Regions from separate parts of the Mus musculus genome. Here regions 1, 3 and 4 are each linked to region 2. Evidence: chromatin contacts called from public HiCAR-type and promoter capture Hi-C data. All regions are on one chromosome and are shown on one strand. Each heading gives the region's core, a stretch centred on a gene start, on an enhancer-like site or on the middle of the called end of the contact. The rest is flanking DNA. Distances are from core to core; before and after follow the strand shown.

What was found. Promoter capture Hi-C pulls out the DNA fragments that hold promoters and counts their contacts. HiCAR-type assays count read pairs that join an accessible place to other places.
Region 1: a contact with region 2 is called in a HiCAR-type map of astrocytes, with 6 times the contacts expected there. The contact joins the promoter of 8030423J24Rik here to the promoter of Ndufs6 in region 2. A contact is called at or near these places in 4 of 39 promoter capture datasets (the 3T3-L1 cell line, hippocampal neurons and liver) and 2 of 115 datasets of contacts at active chromatin or transcription factors (astrocytes and stem cell-derived neural progenitor cells).
Region 3: a contact with region 2 is called in a promoter capture Hi-C map of pre-B cells, with 4 times the contacts expected there. The contact joins the promoter of Arsk here to the promoter of Ndufs6 in region 2. A contact is called at or near these places in 3 of 39 promoter capture datasets (liver and pre-B cells), 3 of 484 Hi-C or Micro-C datasets (CD4 T cells and CD8 T cells) and 1 of 9 other capture datasets (liver).
Region 4: a contact with region 2 is called in a promoter capture Hi-C map of cranial neural crest. The contact joins the promoter of Rhobtb3 here to the promoter of Ndufs6 in region 2. A contact is called at or near these places in 2 of 39 promoter capture datasets (cranial neural crest and liver).

Annotation. Positions count from the first base shown.
Region 1 is chr13:70,881,540-70,885,795 of GRCm38.p6, forward strand. 8030423J24Rik (RIKEN cDNA 8030423J24 gene) reads left to right here and starts at 1,409. Exons shown (of 3, transcript NR_157373.1): 1 at 1,409-1,507; 2 at 1,860-1,988; 3 at 2,324-2,964.
Region 2 is chr13:73,326,334-73,330,284 of GRCm38.p6, forward strand. Ndufs6 (NADH:ubiquinone oxidoreductase core subunit S6) reads right to left here and starts at 2,149. Exons shown (of 4, transcript NM_010888.2): 1 at 2,006-2,149; 2 at 1,083-1,136. The coding sequence starts at 2,113. It also overlaps a transcript of Mrpl36 not described here.
Region 3 is chr13:76,096,545-76,100,929 of GRCm38.p6, forward strand. Arsk (arylsulfatase K) reads right to left here and starts at 2,116. Exons shown (of 8, transcript NM_029847.4): 1 at 1,830-2,116. The coding sequence starts at 1,964. Ttc37 (tetratricopeptide repeat domain 37) reads left to right here and starts at 2,190. Exons shown (of 44, transcript NM_001081352.2): 1 at 2,190-2,285; 2 at 2,827-2,896.
Region 4 is chr13:75,941,876-75,946,035 of GRCm38.p6, forward strand. It overlaps Rhobtb3 (Rho-related BTB domain containing 3), which reads right to left and starts at 1,949. Exons shown (of 12, transcript NM_028493.2): 1 at 1,656-1,949; 2 at 1,332-1,557. The coding sequence starts at 1,657.

The DNA of each region.
Region 1 (4,256 bases), core at 159-2,658, 2.4 Mb before region 2:
TGGTTTCCCGTTAGCTGGATGAATCTAAAACCATCATTCACTTGAGACAGACACCTAGAGTTAAATGTAGAAAAGACTTTGGCAACGTGTTCGGTAGAGGGTGATTGTTTTGACTTTGGGTTAATGTTTAATAGTGTAGATAAGTCCGTTAATGCCATGGAACTTGAGTAAGGAAGTTTTATCTTCAAGTAACTTTGGAGAAACCATAGGAGCAATTAAGGATCTGGGTTTGGAAGAATGGTCCTCCACAGTCTCCTCCCGACAGGCCTAGAAGGACCTGGCCAGAGGTATGGAGTCTCTGCACAGGCCTTTTCATGGAGCAGGATCAGACACAGGCTGCTGACAGAGGAAGCAGGTTCATTGAGAGTCCATTTGCAAAGATTTCACCTCTGTTCTCAGGACTGAAACAAAACAGAAACCTATTCAGAGAAGCAGAGCAGGACACATTTATACTACAGGTGTAAGCCTAGATCTGCAGTCTTCAGTTTTTCCGAGTAACTGAAACTCAAAACACACTGTTCACCATTGCTAGGGCTTTCATGCAAAAGCCATTCTCGGATAGCATGGGTGTGCTGTACCCTGTATGGAGAAAACAATTGAAATTCCAACAGTTTGTTTATTTGTTTGGTAGCTAATTCATGATAGATTTCTTTTTTTAAGTGACATGGGGAGTTTGAGCTGGCAGTATCTGAAGCTAGCTGAGTACTATACAAAGAATCCTGGGTGGTACACGGTTCTCTGTAATGTTAAATTCTTGTCCCACGCACAGGAAAGCTCAAGGTAGACTGCAGATGCACAGTCACGGACTCTTAGTCAATACCAAGGGTCTCTTTTGAAAGGCTCTGGCTGTACAACTAAGTGAAGATCTCTCCCACTGATTAAGTCTGCAAATAGCATAAGGTGACACAACAGCTCTGTGAAGAATGCCAGCCCAGCAGGGCCACCAAGAACACCATCTATATCCCTCTACCTACATCTACATACTGTCTACAACCCCATAGATCTGCCCTTCCTTTCTCACCTTCTTCCTCCCTACACTCCTCTTCTTTTGTTCCTTCCCCCTCTTTTTCTAGCTGGCCTTGAACTCACTCTATGGCCAAAGATGACTTCGAACTTCTTATTCTTCTGCACCTACCTCTCTAATGCTTGGGTTGCTGCTGTGCATCATGGTGCCTGGTTTATTAGGTTCTAGGGGTCAAACCTATGGCTTTCTGCATGCCAGGCAACCTAGTCGCATCTCTATGCCCCTCCCTCAAATGTTTTCTGATGTCTAAGTTGCTGAAGTTTGGATAACAGCACCAACAAGTACTATATTCTCAAGGACAGCCTTTGATAAGACAGTGAATACCATGGATTAAAACAAAGAACAGAACGTGTAGGTAATCGTTTTGGGAAGCTTTGCATCAGTGTTCCATACTGTGACCCAAGGGCAGAACTCAAGTCAGTATTAACTGAGAGGCAAATGGTGGCTGTCTCCTGTTTGATGTGCAGGCCTGGAAACCACCAGGTATTAGCTTAATAATTGCAGCTTACCCTTTGTCCACATTGCCTGGTTGCTTGATTAAGGGTGAGCGGTAGAGCTCTTCTTCCAGGCTTGGCTTTATCCTCCCAATGGATTCTTTCTGGTTCAAATCTTATTGCCAAGACTCCTGCCCCCAATTTTAGTAACTATACCAATGCTCTGGTAGGGATCAGGGCTTCTGACAGACATGGGTTGATAGCTAGTAATGTCAGGGCACAGAGGACAGACAGCCTTTCAGTGCATCCTCTCTTTTGCTGAAAGGAAGGCAGTTAGCTGTGGTTCTTCTGCAAGAGGCCAGAGCCTCCCCAGTTGTATCACTTTCTCTGCTGATCTGAAGGAAAGGCTTCTGTGAGAATGGAGTGAAATGGTGGAGAGAAGCAAGCGTTCATGGCTTCACCTGCCATCCCCTGAGGAATGCTGGCTCCGAAGCACACTGCAAGGCCCCTCAGGCAGCCTCAGTACCGAGGTGAGCACTTCTCCCTGCTACTTGTCCTTATGTTATATGTCTGTTTGTATGCTTTTAAATACCCCAATTTCTTAGAGAAGCTTTTGGATAATTCTACCTTGCAACCATCATCAAGGAAAATCAATCCAATGGCAATAAATAAATCAAGAGACAGAACAGTAGGTAGAAAGAGTTGTGTCTTCCAATACACATATACTTACAAGTATCTAAATATATGTTCGCCTCTGTGTGGACATACACACACACACACCATAGGTCCTTGAAACTCATCCTGGACTGCTTCGATGGCTGGATACTGAATGTTTGGTGAGGTGATCTATGTGTTTCCTTCGCAGACTTCCTCTCCGACTTCCGATTGCACCATGAGCAGCATTGTGGCCCATCTCCCTGTTGGCGTTCTAGCGGTGTCTGGGAGAGCCACGCACCTGCATGTGTTGTGCCAGAGGAAGAAGATTTCTATGATGGTCAACACCTGTCCCTCGCTGCTGTAAGCCCTGCCATGAGGGAAACTCACACACAGGCTGATGAACTGAGCAGAGACAATGAGAGCATGAGAAGAGAGCAGATGCCCTGGGAAGGCTCCAGCTGCCGGAGCTTCTCATTGGCGGACAGCCAGCTGCAGAGAAGGAGCAGATACTCAGTGCTGACACAGAGCTGCAGAAGGTTGCCATCGGAAAGTCATTGTATTTTTAGCAGGTTCCAAAATAGATAGCAACCATAGTTCAAATTCCTGTCTAATCCTTTGCCAGCTGTTTGAACAATCTAAAGTTTAAGATCTTACTATTCTTACCAGTTGCTTTGCAACTTAGGATGAAAACCGTGAGGTTAGGGATACAAACTACACAGTAGCATACACAATGCTGATTACTGCAGCCAAGAAAATTAACACGGAGCTCTTTGTGTGTTTGTATGGTAAGAATATTTAAAACGCATTCTTTCATCAAATTACTTGCATACAATGAAGCACTTCTTTTCCAGTTTATGTGCATGTACACATTTATTATCTATGAGGCATAAATATGTGCTTTTTGACTGTCACAGAAATACAAATTCAAGCTTGGAGGAGGAAGTTGAAGCCATTTCCTTCAGCACAAGTGCTATTTCTGGGACCCGCCTGGCAGGATTCCAAGTTAGGGGAAGGGGTCACACTTCTCCCTAGAGCCACCACACAGCAGAGAAGCTGAGGGCATCCTGCTGTTCAGCTATCTTGGGCTTTAAGACTGCTCAGTGGTGGACCTGTCTGGATGCCCTTTGAAGCTGAAGTTCACTGTGAACACAAGCTGGTCCTTATACAGCTTTCCCACCGAGTCTGTTTCTACAGAAGCATGGGAATTTGTATGTGTTCCTTTTCTGACAAATCACTTTTCTCAATAGTTTTTGAAACTTGGATCCAGAACCTGTGGTTATCCAGTTTTCCCCTCACAAGTAACTCCTATGACACGTCTTTAGGTGTTTCTGGGGTGAGCTGGCCAGTTGGAAGTCAGGGTGCTTGTCACTAGAGAGGGTCTTTGAGGTGAGTTCATAAGACAGAGCTGCCTGCTTGGTTATGAATTTAGTGTCTACACTAGAGCAGGGAGCTGCCAGCTAGGGAAAGAGTCTTGTCTGTCAGGTCCCTGGTGGCTCAGTCTCAGAGTGGCAGAGGTGTTATGCCAAAGTGCCTCAATTCAAGCTGCCAGGCTCCAGCCCAGTTCAGGGCTTGCTGGTTGTAGATTCCACACACAAGGAAGCCAGTGTACTCATGGGCTTCCTCCTGACATCAGTACACATGAGAAGGCTTCATCCCCGAAGGGAGGGTGGAGAGGCTCCTTAAGCAGGAGACTGAGAGAAATTGGTTTGTGAATTTGTGAGATGATTCTAGACGGAATGGCTAAGTGGAAGATTGGCCAACAACTGAAGACAACCGTGTCCTGGCCATGTGGCAGTGGAGAAGTGACCATAGTTAGAGCCAACTGTAATGGACCCAGCGTTCTTCACAGAAACTAAAACAAAGGATCAGTGTCTGTCCTCCTGACCAGAGATGACTTGAAGATTTTCTTAGTACGTGATTATTAAATATTATAGCTTATCAGTCTCTAGGAAGGTAGGGATATATGAGGTTGTCATGTTCTTCCTTTCATCCCTAAGAAATGATTGACATTTGATCAGAATGAGGAACTAAGCTGACAGTTCCCATAAACCCCTGGGGTACAGAGCAGCATCCTTAGGTCAGACTCTTCCTGTCACAAGAATGATCTTCATTGATCCATCACTTACCCACTAACCAATTAG
Region 2 (3,951 bases), core at 899-3,398:
AGACCACAGCCTTCTATTCTTTCCCTAGCAGGATAGTTACATGTGTCTGAACTAAATGACCTTTCTCTGTGTAGGAGACTCAATCTACTGGTTACCCCTGGGATCACATGGCACAACTAATTTGATGAAAACTACAAAAATCTTACCTCAAAAAAGTTATCAGAAGAGTACATTTTAATAGTATGTCTTCCTTTAATCTAAGAGATAGTGTGCTGGCTAGTTTCCACTTGACATATTCCAGGGTCTTGCCTCCACATGATTAGCCTGAGGCAAATCTGTGGCATTTTCTTGGCTAATTGATGTGGGAGGGCCTAGCTCACTGTGGGCAATGCCACCCCTGGACTGGATGGTGGTCCTAGGTGCCATAAGAGTAAGAGCCATAACATGGAGAGTAAGCCAGTAAGCAGCACTCCTCCATGGTCTCTGCATCAGTCCCTGCCTCAAGTTCCTGCCCTGACTTCCCTCAGGAATACGACCTGAGAGTTATAAAATGAAACCCTTTTGTCCCCAACCGCTTTGGGTCATGGTGTTTTATCTCAGCAATAAAAAAAAAAAAAAAAAAAAAAAAATGCTACGGCAAGTACCAGACTGAAAACAAGATCATGCTTATGAAAATCTCAACTACTGTTCCAAGATGCTCTGCAGTCTGAGAGGAAGAGAAAAAAAGTTAACACAATTTGTACTTAGGACTCTGCGTTTTCTAGGGTGGTTGTGATATGTGAGGATTTCTTTAGCTTCTTCCATGTTAAGCTGGCACACACTAAGTACCACTTCCAGGAGGAGCCTAGGACCAACAATGAGGATACAAAAGAGCTACCTCAAAGCTCAAATACCTTTAAGGAACACGAGCTACCTCAAAGATGGGCCCAAGTACAAACATGAAATCCACTTGTCTCTTTACACCTCATACAGAGCTTGAAGGTATTTTTATGCAATACCTCAGTTGTGCCTGTCTTTTCATTACAATCTACCACCCAAGTCAGGCGCAGGATTCACTGTGGTACATTAGTGCTCAATACACTTCCGGCATTTGAGTTGCTCAACCTGCTTAAGTTTTACGAATTCCTCTATCTTTCACTTACCTCTTTCTGACGATCTACAAAACGAACCCTCCTGTAGTCTTTTTCATCATACACCTGGAAAAAAAAGGCCATCTATTATTCTAAATAAAGTCACATAATATTGATTGAAAATACTATAGAACGATGTTCCCCTTGGCCTATACCCATTGATGAGGAGACAGACCCACTAAGAGGCAAAATGAACTTGTACTGAACGGTCTCAGGGGATGACAGGCTGGAGTGCAGACTGGAGACAAAGTTCCTGCCCTCACAAGTAGCCAACTCCAACAGGCGCGATTTCATTTCAGCAGACATAGTTTCTCATTTTTTGGTTCACTATTATATTGAACGAACGCTAGGGTTGCTTTATACACTATTGATAGGCTATTTCTCCACTGGTGAAATGAACCAATTCAAGCCAGATTAAATTATATTAAAGGTAGGTTTATTGGGAAGCCGCTCTCAGGTGAGTTCACTGGCCCCAAGGATTGAGGCCAGAGAAGTCACCATTGGGACAGGAGGAGGGGTCGGGGGAGAGAAAGGGAGTGTGTTCAAGGAGAGGAGAAAGAGACAGGGTGGGAGAAACCAAAATGCCTGGATTATATAGGGAGGATCCTGGGCTGCAACGCCAGGTAGGGACTGAGGAATGCTGGGAGAACCTGCATGCCGGGTCTCCTTTGATATGTAAAATATGCACCTCAGTCCTCTGTCCCGGGTCCAAAACACAACAATCATTTGTTAAAACATTGAACTTAATATAAAGATATGGCCTAAAGAATGAGGAGATCCAAGTCCCAACCGAAAGCCACCAGCTAGAAACCGGAGCAGCGGGTTGCACAAGGTGAGCCCAGTAGTGCCGCGCGCTAGCCTGGCAGAAGCACACCTTGCTGCGCTCCCTGCTACCGTCAGTCTTGGGTTCCAGGCATGGCGGGCGCGGCCGTTACCTGGCCGGTATGCGTGATCTTTTCCCCGCTCGGCGACACTTGAACCCCGAAACCCCGTGCAGCCCTGGGGAGAGTCAACAGCCGGCGGAAGGTCAGCACCGCCGCCATCTTGCCGGTGACCCTTGACCCCACGCGTCGTACCAAGTGCCGGCGCAGGCGCACAGCAGTCGGCGGGGAGTACTTGTGGAACTTTTTTCGTCCTATGCCTGAGCGGCTGGCGGGGCTGGTGGTGGAACTGGATAGGATGCGGAGCTGCGGCTTAACTGTGCGCAGTGTTCAAAGGTTACTAGTGTGACAAAGGCAGGGGGTGGGGGGACGGAAACTGAAGATGCGCTGTGTGTGCTTTTATGCCAATGGAGAAAATGCAGATTTTCCGTGGGTTGGTTTGTTTTTTGTTTTCTGTTTTGTTTTGAGTAAAGAAGTAAGTTGTTCAGCAGAAGAAACAGTTTGTGCAGTCAACTCTCCTGGTCCTGTATGTTGGTGTAGGAAAGTTAGATTTCTGAGCATTTTTGCAACGCTGCAGTAGTTCAGTTTCCAGTTAGACTGCAAGGAAGTTTACCCAGCATTGGAAAGCTGTCCGGAAAAGCTCTGCTATGTAGAAAAAAACCTGATGCAAATCGTAGTCTGTAACTCTGAAGGCTGTTTTGGCCTCTCCTGCCTCATTTGAATCTGAGTCCGAACCTCCCTTGGAACGACATATACTGTCAAACCCCAAAGTAGCCTGAACAACTTTGCTCAGAGGTAGACAGGTGGGACCCCAGACTCAGAGCAGGGCCGGGTCACTAATTCCGAGAAAGTGCCAGAAGCTAGCATGTGTTGTTTGGGATCTCTTGGCCAGGATTGGAGGTTAATGACCTGGTATCTACCTTTCTGTGCTCTGCTATAGCATAAGGACTAGGTGAGTCTGAAGACGAAAGGGGTAACCAGAGAGGGCCCTAAGACACAAGGACAAAGACCTCGCCAAGTTGAAAAATGCCCCAATAAATGTGGGCCTAAGATGCCCTGGCTAGCCTTAAGCTCTGTAAGCCAGGCTAACCTAGCACTCACTGTCTTCCTGCCTCAGCCTTTGGAGTGCTGGGATTTCAGGCTTATGTCTCCACACCCTGTCCTGCAGATTTGTCTCATTCTCCCTCTTTTTAAAGGATTTATTTTATATGTATGAGTGTATACATTTATATATGGCCATGTGTGTGGTTACCTGGTACCAAGAGAAGGGCACAGGATCTCCAGACAGGTCAAGTTACAGTCCATTTGAGTAGTTGTGTGGGTGCTGGGAACAGAATGATGGTCTTCTGCAAGAGTAGCAGGTGCTCTTAGCCATCAAGCTATCTCTCCAGCCCTAAGTCTCTATTTAAACCCTAACACCCCCTGTCTGTGTATGAGTTCACACACATGTGAGTTCATACACAGGTGCCACAGAGCACATGTGGAAGTTGGAGGAAGCCAGTCTCTTTTTCCATGTGAGTTCTGGGGACTGAACTGAGGTCTACAGACTTGCATGGAAAGCACTTGTGACTCCCAGGCCATCTCTCTGACCCACATTATTTTTTTTAATTGCTAGAACTCTGGAGTCCTTTTTTCCTTTTCTTTCTTTCTTTCTTTTTTTTTTTTTTTTTTAGGCATTTTTATTAGATATTTTCTTCATTTACATTTCAAATGCTATCCCCCAAAGTCCCCTATACCCTCCTCCCTCCCCCCTCCCCAACCCACCCACTCCCACTTCCTGGCCCTGGCATTGCCCTGAACTAGGGCATATAATCCCCAAAGAAAGACCAAGGGCCTCTCCTCCCATTGATGGCCGACTAGGTCATCCTCTGCTACATATGCAACCAGAGACACAGCTGGGGGGGGGGGGCGGTGTTTACTGGTTAGTTCATATTGTTGTTCCTCCTATAGGGTTGTCAACCCCTTTAGCTCCTTGGGTACTTTCTCTAGCTCCTTCATTA
Region 3 (4,385 bases), core at 866-3,365, 2.8 Mb after region 2:
AGTGCTTTTTATCCAGATATAATTTATATACAACTTACACATTTAAAACGTGCAACTCAAAGGTTTTTAGTGTATCCAGAAAGTCATTTAGAACATTTATATTATTCCCAGGAGCACCCTTAGCCTTCACCCTGGGCTCATTTAAAACTGAGGCAATTACGAACATGCTGTCTGTCTCTACATAGCTGCTTTCTTTGGACATTTCGTATAAATGGATTCATATAAAATATAGTCTGTCATCATTTATTTTGAGGACATAGTTTTCTAGGTCCAGTCACACTGTAACAAGCATGAGTTTTGGATTTCTTTTCTGGTTGCTGAATAATACTACCAAATTCCATCTATACACTTACCAGTACATGGCTATCTAGGTTGTTTTAACTTCTCATCTTCTAGAATAATCCTGTCATGTAGAAGCTTTGGTGCAGACTATGTTTTCATTTCTCTTGGACACAAACACAAGCATACATATCTAGGAATAGAATTGCTGCATTGCATAGTAACTCTATAGTTAGTCACTGTAAAAACTGTCAAATGGTTTTCCAAGGTGGCCACACCACTTTACAAAGCATCTCAACAGCCGTGTATGAGGTTTCTAATTCCTCCATATTCTCATTAACTCTGGTTATTGTTTATGGTGTGTGTGTGTGTGTGTGTGTGTGTGTGTACTAAAGAACTGACATATTAACTGTAAAAAACAACAGGCCAAGCACAACAGTTTCATACTCTGATCATATTTACCTCCACATTCCCTCCTCCCCACCCTTGGCTCTTCCCATATCATCTCACATGACTTCCTCCTATTTTTATGCCTTTTGATTCTGGCTATCCTTATGGGGATCAATTGGTTTGAGCTACATTTCCCTAATGATTAATGAATCTAAGCTTCTTATGATGGGCTTATTGGCTATCTGTGTATATTCTGTGTAGGAATGTCTTTTCAAATCCTTGGCTCATTTTAAATTGCCTAAACCAAGATTATGACAATTTACACTTCCATTGTCTTGAAGGAGTTTTATAGCCTTAGCTTTTACATTTAAATCATTGACTAACTTTTGTTTTTACACATGGTGGAAGGCAGGACCCAATTTTGTTCCTTTCCATGTATATATTTACTTTTCCAGCACTACTTGTTTATAAGACTATTTCTGGACTCTTAATTCTACTCTACTGGTCTGAATATTTATTGTTCTGCATGTAAAGTACTATTGTGGCTATTGTAGCTTTACCATTAGTTTTGAAATTAAAAGCTTTTTTTTTTTTTTTTTAAATCAGTCTTCTTTTTCATGTTTTTTTCCCCTTCCCAATTCGAGGTCCTTTCACTTTCCATATGAATTTAAATCAAATTTAAGGTGATGCATACACAAATAACTTCTTTAAATCAGTGCTAACACAAGTATAGAATGTCTAGATTAGTGGTTCTCAGCCTTTCTATGCTGCAACAGTTTAATACAGTTCCTCATATTATGGTGACTCTCCCAACCATACGATTATTTTTGTTGTCACTTCATAACTGTAATTTTGTTAGGTATGAGTTGTAATGTAAATATCTGATATTTCCGATGGTCTTAGGTGACTTCTGCAAAAGGTGACTCGACCTCTCCCAAGGGATCGAGAGCCACAGGTTGAGAATTGCTGGTCTAGTGAATAAAGTTCAAGGAGCAAAGCCCAGGAGTTAGAGACTGGCTTCTTTCTACTACTTTATTAGTATGCACATGCGTGCTTGCAGGTGTGCGCATGCGGGACCTCTCAACCCCAGGGTCCTGTTCCCTGTGATGTTTCTCCACAGGCTCTGGGCGGTGTCTGCTCCCCGTCCTTTGGGTACTTACGAAGGAGTCACTGGCGACCAGCACCACGTTGGGCGCCTGGTTCACTTGCATCCTTTTCTTCTGTGTTCTGGGGGCCGGTGCTGCGAGTGCTAACGCTGCGACCACCGACACCAACAGCAACAGCATCGCGGGCATGGCCGTTCAGAAGCGGCTGCTGAGCGGGTCTCCTGTAGCCTGCTCTCCAGTCATGAGCAGGGGCCGGACTCTAGGGACAAGACTAGAAGTTTGGCTTACAAATACAGAAGTAAATATGAGCGGCACCTAGAAACTACACCTCCCATCAGGCCAAGGGCAGGCGCATGCGCAAAAACCAATCGCGCTCAGCCCATGTGAAGACCGTTTTAATCAAATTTCGAGCTAATGATAGCTCTGCCAGTTCCTCTCACTCAAGCGATGTCTGGGGAAGCGCGCATGCGTTGTTCAGACTTGTACTTTGTGGCAGTCCCACATGCCCAGGTGGGTTCTGATCGCTTCGGTTTTGGCAGAAGTTGAAATCTAAAGGCAGTAGAAGTGGTATTTAGGGGGAGAAAATACTGAGCATGAGCGTGATGTTACGGGCTGTCTTCCTTTTGTGCGGGGCTGAATGTTCGCTGACAAAGTGAACTTGGCGGTGATGAGGTGGCAGTGATTCTGTCACTTGAATTGGATTGGGTTGTGCCTATATGGGACTTTAGGCTAGGTCACCTCGTGTGTGGTCTGGGTAGTGGTGTGGATTTCTGCTGCGTTCCGGAACCCTAGTCAGGAAGCCCCCCTCATCGTATTTCCTCCGTTTGCCGACCTGTAAGGATTATGCTCATGTGGGTTGAAGAGCGGGCCTAATAAGTTTCAGGTTCCAGATACGGAACAGCTTGGCTGTTCTTTGTCTTTGGAGTAGCAATAGGGACCGGTTCTAAAAGGTACAGATGTGGACTGTGTGAAGTGTGCGGTTAATTGATGTATGCTCGGAGTAACATTGTTGGGTATAGAATAATCAGCTGTTCCTTTTTTTGATTGCTAGATTCCTTTGGAGAATTCTGGAAGAAGCACGTTTCTATTTTCAAGTCAAATTATTCACTGATAAGTTTCAGGTATATATAATTGTACATTACACCACTTGTGTTGATTTTCTGGCAGGAAAAGGAGGAGTAATGCTATTTATTTAAAATCTCAACTCTCATATCTGGCAGCCTTGTGTACAGATTAATTGTAATAAAACACCTTACACATCTAATACAGAGCGGTATGTGTTTAGTGTCTGTTAAGCTTTACTGTATATTTACTGTGTAGCATGCTTTACGTGGAATGTACTCCTTAATCTTCACTTAGACTACTTTACAGATGCGAAAACAGAGAGGTTAAATAACTTTTCAATAGCTTATCTAAGTAGATTACCTCCTAAACAGGGCACACTCCCCAGAATTGTGTTGAGTAAATTTGGAATGTAGGACATACTTTACAGAAACAATATCAACTGGTGCTTAGTTTTATAAAAATTACATTTGGTATTCTTTTTTTTTTTTTTTTTTTGCATAGTAATGATTCGTTGAACACAGATGATCCTTGAAGGCTCTGTTTCTGCAGGCCCTTGTTCTGAGGACAGAGCACATCCTTTTCTTCTTTCTGTAATTGCGGTGTCAGTGAGAGCAGGCGCTGTAGCAGGTTGGTGGAATAGGTATTTTAGGGACGCAGTTTCAAAGGGCTGCTAGAACCTAAGAGGTTTCTAGTACTTTTCATCAGACACGAAGTGGGGCATATAAAGGTCCTCCCTGCTAGCTTGTCCAGCCCATACTTCACCTTCCCTGGTGGGAAAACTTCCACTGAGCAGCTCGTTCTATACTCGTGGAGGTTTAAGTATTAAAAGTTCTGATTTAGAGCTGAAGACAGTCTTCTGCTTTTAGCTACTCATTAATTCATTGTGCTTTGATATTACACTGATAAAAGCCTGCCTTCCTGTTTCTTCTCCAATAGTAGTCTTCTCAGTCCTGCTAACTAGTCTTCAGCTAGTTATTGCTTTACTGCAGGTTGCTTCACTTCTTTTTGTTTTCTCCTGGAATCTTAACCTTTTAAATTTAATTAACTAATTATTTTCCTGTACATAGCCACTGCAGCTTCCTTTTCCTCCTCTCAGTCTCCTCCTCTTTCCTCCTCTCCCCTCTTCCCATCCCTCCCTTTATCATCAGAAAAGAGGAAGCCTCCTATGGCTATCAACAGGCCCTGGTATATAAAATTGCCACAGGACTAGGTCCATCTTCTTCCATTGAGGCTAGATGAAGCAGCTCAGTTAGGGGAAAGGGATCCACAGACAGGCCACAGAGTCAGAGACAGCCTTTACGGTTAGGAGTCCCACATGAAGACCAAGCTGTACAACTGCTTCATATGTGCCAAAGACCTGGGTCTGTCCCATGCCTGCTCTCTGGTTGGAGGTTCAGTGGGCCCCTTATAGGCCCAGGTTAATTGATTCTGTAGGTTTTCTTGTGGTGTCCTTGACCCCTCTGGCTCCTACAATTCTTTCTCCCCCTCTTCCACAGTATCACACAAGCTCTGCCTAATATTTGGCTTTGAGTCTCTGTATCTGTT
Region 4 (4,160 bases), core at 699-3,198, 2.6 Mb after region 2:
GACACAGGCAGGAAAGGGTTAACTCTCAAATTAAAACAAAACAAAACAAAAAGCAAATCCCAACATCCTAATTCATCTTCTCTTATGTTTTCTGTGTCTACTCCATTGATTCATTGCACATTTATTCAACAGTATACTGAATAAGTAATACTTTTAGGCTACAAAATCTTTCATAATAAAAGGGCTCAAAGTAACTGTGCCTACCAGTCCTCCCTAGTGGCATCTTTTGATACTGTCATCACTGTCATACTTGAAGGTTAGGTAGCATCCTTTCATTTATTTCAGCACACTGATATGAGTTTCCAGTTAAAGAGTGCTTTCTTTCCATAATAGGAAAATATGCTCAAGAAAATTTTCTCTTTACTTTTTACACATTTCTATTCAAAAGTATGCTAGTTCTCCTTAGCTCTGGTAGTTTTCTTAAAAAAAAAACTGTCTTTTTAATGTAAAAATCTCACATAATTTGTACCTTTTTTAAGACCCAAAAGTTTAAACATTTATATATTATGTATATATAGTAATCTTTAGCTGAAAAATATATAACTACAATATCAGCAAGAAATCACAGATTTAAAATTAAATGAAGACACTTGAAATACATAGTGCTACTGTGTTATGAAGATATTTGTAAGTCAGGGAGCTGTCTTCTTTGTCCTTTTATCAAACACTTCAGAGTCAAGCTACTCAAGAGACAAGCTAAGACTTATTTTATTCAACTATCATAAACATGAAGATTTATTTAAGTTCTTAGTGGTATTTCCAATTTATTAACCACTAAAACAAAAGGCTAATATATGAGCATTAGCACTATTAAAAACTAGTCTTTTCAGAGGTTAATAATCAACAAATAAGCCATTTAAAATTAGTTCTCAAATCCCATTCTTTTTTCCCTTGTTCCCATACTATTTTTGACCTGTCCCTGTCTAGAGTATTTTTGCCTACGTTGAGCTGTAAAGGGCAGTATTTATAGAACACATCTCCCTATCCTCCACGAGGTGGACATGAAAACATGACTCTTGGCCAGTGGAACTTCGCGACCCTGTTTGGGGTTGGCACATTCAACTGTCAGCTGTCCATCCACTAAAGAACAAGTCTTGAAACACAGTAACGGCTCTATATTGCCCTGGGGCCATTTTACCTTACAGACGTGACTGGGCTGCCCCCACCACCTCCAAATTGTAACAAAGGATGGGATTTGCCAAAAAATGTAAAAACACAAAAACAAACTAAAAAAACTCTCCAGGCAATCAGGAAATTAAGAAACAAGGGGAGGAGGGATCCAAAAAGGCAAGCTCCTTCCTCCTGGGCACCGCGCAGCCACTGCCCCTTACCCAGACGGGACAGTCGTGCACCACCAGCTTGACGTTCCCGAACGCACTGGCCTGGTACTCAGTGAACACCGGGCGCGCGACCGTGCTGGCCGCGTTCAGCAACAAGCTACTCTCGTCCCCCGACACCAGCGGGCTTCTTCCCAGGTATGTGCGGATGAGCCCCGACGGCCGGTTGTCCTGGTGGAACGTGTCGCCCTCGTTCCCCAACGCCACGATGTGGATGGACCTGCGGGGCCGAGAGGGGCGCGGTGAGCGGGTGGGTACAGCCAGGGCGCGTGGCACGTCCCGGACCCAGACCGTGGCAGAACGGCGACGCGTACGTACATGATCGCGGCTGGCAGGGCGGCGCGGAGATGGCAGCGGGCGGCCTGGCGGGGGCCCGGGCGACGCTCTCACTGCAGTCAGCTCATCCCCGGCCGCGGCCCTCCCGCTCCTACGACGCGGCGCTACCGACGCAGAGGAGCGGGCCGGGAGTGAGCGGCCGGCCGGGCGCTGGCAGCGCTGCGGTCCCTGGTCGCCGCTCCTGGCCGCCGCGCCTCCGCCCGGGCTCCGCCTCCGCTCGGCGGGGCCGGAGGCCCGCACGTGTCGCCCCGAGAGTCCGGCGCGCGGGGGAGCTGGCTGCTGGCCGAGGCCGCGGGACACAAAGGAGCGGTGGGCGCGGGGACGACGCCGGAGCCCGGGAGCAGCTCGCCGCCAATCCGCCTGCAGCAAGTTTCCTCAACTCGGAAGGCTGAAACCTGAGCCGGGAGCGGGGGAGGGGCGGCCTGGCCCCCGCCGGGGACCAGAAGAGAGCCCAGCCAGGAGGCAGCCCCCTGCCCACCCCGCGGTCCCGTACCCACCCCAGCCTTCGCAGAAAGTGTGTTATCGTTTTGTCAATTTACAACATGCGCTTTGGCTGTTTTGTAAAATCGTACTTGTGAAGAAGGAAAAAAAAAAAAGGCAACATTCATGCAGCTGCAGAAAAGGTTCTTTGTTCACGCACCAATTAATTTGCGGGTGCCACTTTGGAAAGGTCATTTACTATTGCAAGCTATATTTGGCATATTTTAACCAAGATTGTGGAATTTGAAGTGTTGGGATTTTTAATGTGTGTGGTTTAAAAAAAAAAGAAAAAAAAAAAAAAGAAAGTTGTAGCAGTTTACTTGGATTTTTTTCAGTACACATTCCAGTTACATTATTTAATAATAGCTCACTGAAAAAGAAGGATCATGTTAATGTAAGGATATTTTAGATTCTTTCGTGATGACACACAGAAGTAAAGCTTGTGGAGGCCCCAAAAGGGCCTCAGACTACCTCCAGTATAAAACACCATGAGGACTGCTAATACTAGGACAGGCCAAAGGCTACTCTGGGGCTCCCTCATAAATATTAAAATTCTCACAAGCATCTCACACACAGTTAAGAGTTCTTGTTTATCTTTTTGATTATTTGCTCTGCTTTGAAATTGGGCTTGTTTTCTCTGTTAAGTGGACCTGTTTTGAGAACTAGATGTTTAAAAGGTCCTGGGAAGACTGAGGAAAACAAGAAGCTGGGAGATGGCCACAACTGTTTATTAGGAATCAGTATTGCTCAGCTGAGACAGAATTAGCTTCCTGTCCATAGACAGGGCAGGGCAGGGGGCGTTCTCTATGTAGTTTACTTAGTCCTCTCTGTTCTTTGAGATAGGTCTTCCCTCCTCAGCCTCCCAAATAGCTGTAATTAGAGTCACTAGTAAAGACAAAACCAAACAAAAACAAAACCAGCCCAGGCTATATCGTGAGCTCCAGAAGAGCCAGTTACATAGTGAGACCCAGTCCTAAATAAATAAATAAATAAATAAATAAATAAATAAATAAATTTTTTCCTTTGTGTCCAAGTACAATGTTTTGTAGTTTCTGGAAATAACCATCCTGAAAGATGCAAATGTGCAGAGTCACAGTTCCTCTTGGATCAAAAGAAAGTATACGGTCTCATCAGTCTAATGGCCCACCAGTCAAACACCATGACACTGAAGTGCATAAATAGATAAAGAATATAGCTTACTGTGAGACTACGCCGGGGCCTAGCAAACACAGAAGTGGATGCTCACAGTCAGCTATTGGATGGATCGCAGGGCCCCCAAAGGAAGAGCTAGAGAAAGTACCCAAGGAGCTAAAGGGATCTGCAACCCTATAGGTGGAACAACTTTATGAACTAACCAGTATCCTGGAGCTCTTGTCTCTAGCTGCATATGTATCAAAAGATGGCCTAGTCGGCCATCACTGCAAAGAGAGTCCCATTGGACTTGCAAACTTTATATGCCCCAGTACAGGGGAACACCAGGCCAAAAAGTGGGAATGGGTGGGTAGGGGAGTGGGAAGGGGTAGGGTATGGGGGACTTTTGGGATAGCATTGGAAATGTAAACGAGGAAAATACCTAATAAAAAATTAAAAAAAAGAATATAGCTTACGTAAATATGAACCTTTTTTTTGAGTTGTTTTCTCCTGTACTGCCTAGGCTGATCTAGAACCCTTGGGCTTACTAAGCAGTCTTCCTAGATCAAATTTCCAGAGCAGTTGAGACTATAGATGGTTAATGAGTTATGAACTAGCTTTTGTAAATGAAGGTAAACTCATCACATCTTATACCATGGATGATCCTTAACGATGTGGTGCTATGTGAAGTAAGCCAATATGGAAGAGAATTACATCATTCTACTTCTGAATTACCTCAAGTAGCCAAGCTCTTACAGCTAGGAAGTAGGACAGAGTATCAGGTGCTGAAGTAGGGAAGGCATGCTATTTTTGGGTACCCAGTTTCAGTTTTGGAAGATGAAAAAGCATAGAAATCAATTGTACAGCAAAATGCAC